2 separate regions of the Rattus norvegicus genome follow, and region 1 is linked to region 2. A link is a contact called in public Hi-C data. All regions are on one chromosome and are shown on one strand. Each heading gives the region's core, a stretch centred on a gene start, on an enhancer-like site or on the middle of the called end of the contact. The rest is flanking DNA. Distances are from core to core; before and after follow the strand shown.

Region 1 (3,079 bases), core at 145-2,644, 91 kb before region 2:
ATTTGCAGGGAGGGATGCCTGGCTTGATGTGGGTGCTAGGATCTGATGTTCTGCCTCCTGGGTGCTAGAATTAGAGGCATGTGGCTTCACGCAGCTCATATGTTTTTCTTTAAAATTAAAAAAAAAATTCTTCTGAGTCTGTGTGTGCACAGGTGTGTGTGAAGCCAGGCAAGGGTCTCAGGTATCCCTCGTCGTCATGCTCCACGCGTGTGGGTTCCAGGAATTTGAACTCAGTCCTCATGCTTGGACACCACAAGCTCTTACCTGTTGTGCTGTCTCCTCAGGCCAGGTTTGCTTCCTTAACTCACAAAACTGTACCTCTTTCAGAAGTGTTTAAACTTTTTTTTAAAAAGATTTACTTTTTTTATGTATATGAGTACAAGTATAAGTAGCTGTCCTCAAACACACCAGACGAGGGCATCAGATCCCATCACAGATGGTTGTGAGCCACCATGTGGTTGCTGGGATTTGAACTCAGGACCTCTGGAAGAGCAGTCAGCGCTCTTAACCACAGAGCCATCTCTCCAGCCCATGTGTTTAAGCTTCTGTGTATAAGAAACAGAGATTATAAAGACACCCATTCTCATAACCTCAGTGGCCTTTGACTTGTATCTCCTTTGGGTTCTCTTTAAGGTAGTTTCTACGTGCGCTAACAAGGATGAGAGAAAGCCCTCTCACCAGGAGTCTGACTGCAAATCATTCAGACATAGTGTGGTTTCCACTTCACTACTAAATTAGAATATGCAGATCGAATGTGTTGTGATTACCAGCCTGCACCAGGGACGGGTGCAGTTCAGTACTAGACCACTTGGACAGCATGGCTCACAACCCTGCCTTGGATTCCCAGGGTGGGGGTGGGGGGCTCAGGAGTGGCAGAGGAAGCTGCCCAGAGTGGTGTCTGAGTGTCACAGAGCTTCTGTCTCAGGCTCTACTAGAGGCTGTTAAGATCAACTTCTGGAACAAAGCAAACAAAACCCATGCATCTAGATCGGTGTCCCCACAGCATTATGAGGGTCAAAAGTAGGCTGGGCTTGGTAAAGCACAGAACCTAGAATTTTTGTTTTAGGGCTGAGCTTCATACCACATTGCCTCTAATTCTATCACTCATGAGGAAGAGGCAGGCAGATCTCTGAGTTCAAGACCAACCTGGTCTATAGACTGAGTTCCAGGACTGCCAGGCCCACAAGAGAAACCCTGTCTTGAAAAACAAAACAAAACAGTCTTCGTTTGTTACAGGATACTTTGAAATACATAACTAATAAACATTTTACTTATTAAAAACGAGAAAAATCAAGAAAACCAGTTCTGACCCTACCTCTGCCTCCCTTGGCTTGAAGCTTCTGCCATCTGCAGGTACCCAAGTGTGACTCAGACTTCCTGCATTTGGCCCTGACTCACACATGAGTCATGCTTCTCAGGAACAGTGTCTCTGTGGGTTTCCCTTTTGGCTCTGTAGGATTTTGTTTTGAGCGGGGTTGTGAGCCCTTGTAGCTGCATTGTTCACTTCTGTGCTGTCTAGCATCGTCAAGGCAGTTGGTGGGTCTTGTCAGACCCCTTTTCTGTCCTTTTTACTTTATGGTCTTGGAGACTGAAGTGAGGACCTTGTGTGTACTGAGCACATAGCTACCTAGTTATGTGTCAGGAACCTAGTTATGTACCTAGTTACGTATCAGGAACCTAGTTATGTACCTAGTTACGTATCAGGAACCTAGTTAAACAATGAATGAAATATGGCTCAGTGGGTTAGTGCCACGTCCTGGGTCCCAAGTAGCAGCAGATGCCAACAGAAAATGAACTCAATGGCATCTTTGGAGGCACCGTATCTTACAATGTCACAAATGTCATGTCAGGGCTTTTTACATTTTTCCTTATTTTATACATGTGTGTCTCTTTTACCCTATGGGTCCTTTGTGCATGTATTATTACTTCCAGGTTAGCATTTTCATGGGATACCTGAGGGTGTGAGTGAGGGCTCTCAGGATCTCCAGCTGCCTCTTGTGCCTCTTCTTAGGCTCCTTTCCTCTGTTTCATTCTATTCTTACATATTAGTTTTTGTTTTATCTTTATCTTTGTTTATATTATATCTTATTCCTTAGAAGCATGTTTGCTTTCTAATGAGACACCAAAAGGATATGGATCTGGACGGGAGGGGAGGAGGGAAGGAACCAGAAGGAAGTAGAGGAAGGGAAGACAATGAAGATATATTATGTGAGAAAAGTGTTTTCTTTGTTTTGAGGCAGGGTTTCTCTGTAGCCCTGGTTGACCCAGAACTCACTCTGTGGACCAGGCTGGCCTTGAACTCAGAAATCCACCTGCCTCTGTCTGCTGAGTGCTAGGATTAAAGGCATGTGCCACCATACCTGGCCTTTTCTTTTCTTCCCTTCTTTCTTTCCTCCTGTGTGTGTGTGTGTGTGTGTGTGTGTGTGTGTGTGTGTGTGTGTGTGTTTAATATATATCTATGAATTTACTGTAGCTGTCTTCAGAAGAGGGCATCAGATCCCATTGCAGATGGTTGTGAGCCACCAAGTGGTTGCTGGGAAATGAACTCAGGATCTCTGGAAGAGCAGTCAGTGTTGTAAGCCTCTGAGCCATCTCTCCAGCTCCCTGGCTTTTATTTTCAGTAAGGGGGGAAAAAATGCAAGCAGGAGGAAAAGGAACAAAGAAAGGGAGGGAGAGAGACAGAGATAGAGACAGAGACAGACACACTGGGCTTAGGGAGTCACAGAGTTGGCTCAACAGTTAGGAGCGCCTGTTGCTTTTATAGAACATAGGGGTTTCCCAATGCACATGGTGGTTCACAACCATCTGTAACTCAAGTTCCAGGGTGTCTGATGCTCTCTTCTGACTTCTGTGGGCACCAGGCACGAATATGGCGCACAAACATTCATCTAGGCAAAACGTTTGTATACTTGAATAAGTAAACAAACAAACAAACAAACTGTGCTCAGGCCCGGGAGAGAGGAAGGAGATTGAAAGTTCAGACCATCCTCTGTTCAGGCAAGTGCGAGGCCAGTGTGGGCACAAGAGGCCCTGCCCTGGAATAACAAGCACCAGGTACAGGGGCTTGTCACTAATTTGC
Region 2 (2,876 bases), core at 235-2,734:
CACACTCAGTGACCTTCAGGCCCCTTCTGTGCTTCAGTGGACGTGGTTTTTCTTATGTGTGTGCATGGTTTTTCCAGACAGGGTTTCTCTTTCTTTGTGTAACAGCCGTGTGTGTGTGTGTGTGTGTGTGTGTGTGTGTGTGTGTGTGTGTGTGTGTATGTGTATGTGTGTGTTGTTTTTTTCCAGACAGGATTTCTTTGTAACAGCCCTGTATATGCGTGTGTGTGTGTGTGTGTGTGTGTGTGTTTCCAGACAGGCTAACAGCTGTGTGTGTATGTGTGTGCACGTGCATGTGCGTGTGGTATTTCCAGACTGGATTTCTCTGTGTATCCCTACTGGCCTAGAACTCAGAGATCTGCCTGCCTGTATCTTTGTTTCTTGGCTACTGGGATTAAAGGCCTGCTCCACCATGCCAGGATGTTTTTCTAGTTTGAGGCCCAGCCCAGGGACCCTTAGCATGGAATGATAGGAGCGGTAGAGGCTCAGCTTGACCAGTCCATCCCACAGAAGTCCAAGAAGATATTGAAATCAGATTTTGGTCCCTCCACATACAGGATATGTGACCTTGCCCTGTCACTTAGGACGTTTTGCTCCTTCTCCCATGAGGATCCGCCTCAGGCCCTCAGTCATTCCAGGCCAGCACTGTGCCTCTGACCTATAATCATTAATTCCCTAAAAAGATTTGAATCAGGCTAAGTTGACCCGACTGGCTGGCAACTTTTGGTTTCCCAAGGTTTCCCAGGGTCATAGATTGCACTTCTGAAGAATGGGGGGCCTGCTGTGCCCCTTCTGGAGTGGGTTGTATGAAATAGGTTAGTGCTGGTCAATGCCCAACAGTGGGCCAGCTCCCCATAGCAATGTCGTGAACGCTACTGACTCTGTCAAGCTACCTATCCCTTCCTGTGCAAGCTAGAGCTGGTCCAAGGTCACTTATAAGGATGGCAGCGCCACTCTGTAGTATGGTGGATTCTAGTGTGTCTGTGAGGGGCTGTCCCAAAGGGCAGGATCCACCCCACGCCACTGCCAGAGATGACCGAAGCGCTGGGTGTGGCCACCCAGAGCAAGGCGGCCCCTCAGTCCCGAGCCCCGGCGCCTCTGCTTCTCCATACAGGGTTATGTGCGGGTATCTGCTTCTCAAGCTCTAACATGGGTTCTGTGGCGCTTTCCTGGCCTGGGCTGCGACAACGCCTGCCAGTGGAACCACCATCGCCGCGCCCCAGCCGCTCCCCACCCTTCAACGCTGCGGCGGTAAAATGCAGCACTCTTAAGGCGCCTGCGCAGCTCTCCAGCGCGGCCCTAGTCGCTGCTATTTATAGTAGATGACGTCACCTTAAAAAAGACCGTTAGGGCTGGGCCGCCCCGCCCCCCCTCCGGAGGCTCTCCGCGGGCCGCTCCGAGTGCGCAGGCGTGGTCGTGTCCTCCCCGCCCGCCCGCGGCGCCCCCTATCCTCTCTCCGCGGCTCCGCGGCGCTCGCCACAGCGCGTGCAGCCAGCTAGCGAGAAGGCGCGAGCGGCGGCGCAGCCAGCAGCCTCCCGCCAGCCGGCGAGCCAGTGCGCGTGCGCGGCGGCGGCCTCGGCGGCGACCGGGAAGCGGACGGGCGGGCGAGCGAGCGAGCAGGCGGTGCGGGCGTGCGAGGCGAGGCCGAGTCGCGAGCGACATGGGGGACCGAGAGCAGCTGCTGCAGCGGGCGCGACTGGCGGAGCAGGCGGAGCGCTACGACGACATGGCCTCCGCCATGAAGGCGGTGAGCGTGCGGGGAACCGGGTGGCCGGGGGCTGCGGGGCGGGGCGGGCCCGGGCCTGGGCGGCGGCTCTCTCCCTACGCACCGCCACCTTTTGGGCGCGGCGGCTGCCGCACTCTCCATTTCCTGAGGCCTGGCCGGGGCGGGGTCTCCCCGGGCGGCCTCTCGGAGGCTGGCGGGCCGGGGTCGCCGTGTCCTAGCTCAGAGACCCGGTGGGGGAGGGGGTACCCGAGGAAAGGAGGAAGTCAGCGTTCCTGCTTCTAGACCCTTCTGCCGGACCTGGGGAGAAACACGCTTTCCTTCCACCATTCACCTACTTGTAATAAAGGCTCATCCGCGAGTGGAGACCGGTCTCCTGGTTTTCTCTGCTACGACCTGTTTGCTTTGCTTGTCTGAAGTTGGTTTTTTCCCATTTCCCACACCTCGGGGGCTGGCTTTGTGTGGGAAGACCCCTTTCCAGCAGTCATGGGCGTGAAGGAGGGTGTGGGTCCTTACATACATCCCAACGGTCAGTGCCGCGTGCCTTCCTGGAGATGAAATGGAAATGAAGCGAACCTGGGTGCTTTTGCATTCCTGAGACCCTCTTAGATGGATTCTGCAGCTTGATTTCCGGTAAAGGAGACATGCCCAGCCACACCCTAGAGAATATTTTAGATTAGAACCTACCTGCCTATCTGAGACTTTTCAGTTCTGTTACCACATCACTATAGAGGACTCTTCACATCCTCCTGGACTTTTTCTAAAAGAATATTTCTTGTCAAGGTCACACAGTGGCAGAATTCCAACTGTGGCCACAAGCTCCTAAGACTAAGGAGAAAATTTCCTTGGGAGTCCGTCCACCTTAGATTTCTAAATACATGAACATTTATTTTTGAGGTTGAGACTCAGAAAATCTGCATTTTAGCAGTCCTTGGGCAGTTTTTAGCTGACTTAAGTATTAACTGTCCTGGATTGTAGCTCATATGTCCTATGGGCTGGTCTTTGAAAGGATTTTTTTTAAACCCAGATACTCCATACAAATTCAATTTGGAAAATTTATTTTGATACTACATGGAATAGAAAATCGAGGCCACCATTTAGAATTTCCCAGGTAAGAACCATGAGCAGTTATCTTGCCTCCAGTGCCCTGGTACAC

Evidence for each region. Hi-C and Micro-C count contacts between places; a contact is called where the count stands out from the background.
Region 1: a contact with region 2 is called in a Hi-C map of the A7r5 cell line, with 2.5 times the contacts expected there. The contact joins the enhancer-like site here to the promoter of Ywhah in region 2. A contact is called at or near these places in 8 of 12 Hi-C or Micro-C datasets (the A7r5 cell line, the Rat2 cell line, Schwann cells and 5 more).

Annotation. Positions count from the first base shown.
Region 1 is chr14:82,019,061-82,022,139 of GRCr8, reverse strand. The region is part of intron 24 of Depdc5 (DEP domain containing 5, GATOR1 subcomplex subunit); the gene reads left to right. Among named protein-coding and RNA genes, the nearest start is that of Depdc5, 67 kb to the left of the region's middle. Within about 2 kb of position 1,394, at least 24 of the 93 cell types and tissues checked have an H3K27ac peak or open chromatin away from gene starts, as enhancers often do. A contact at or near this core is called in the A7r5 cell line and Schwann cells, where this site is marked.
Region 2 is chr14:81,928,810-81,931,685 of GRCr8, reverse strand. Ywhah (tyrosine 3-monooxygenase/tryptophan 5-monooxygenase activation protein, eta) reads left to right here and starts at 1,484. Exons shown (of 2, transcript NM_013052.2): 1 at 1,484-1,744. The coding sequence starts at 1,658.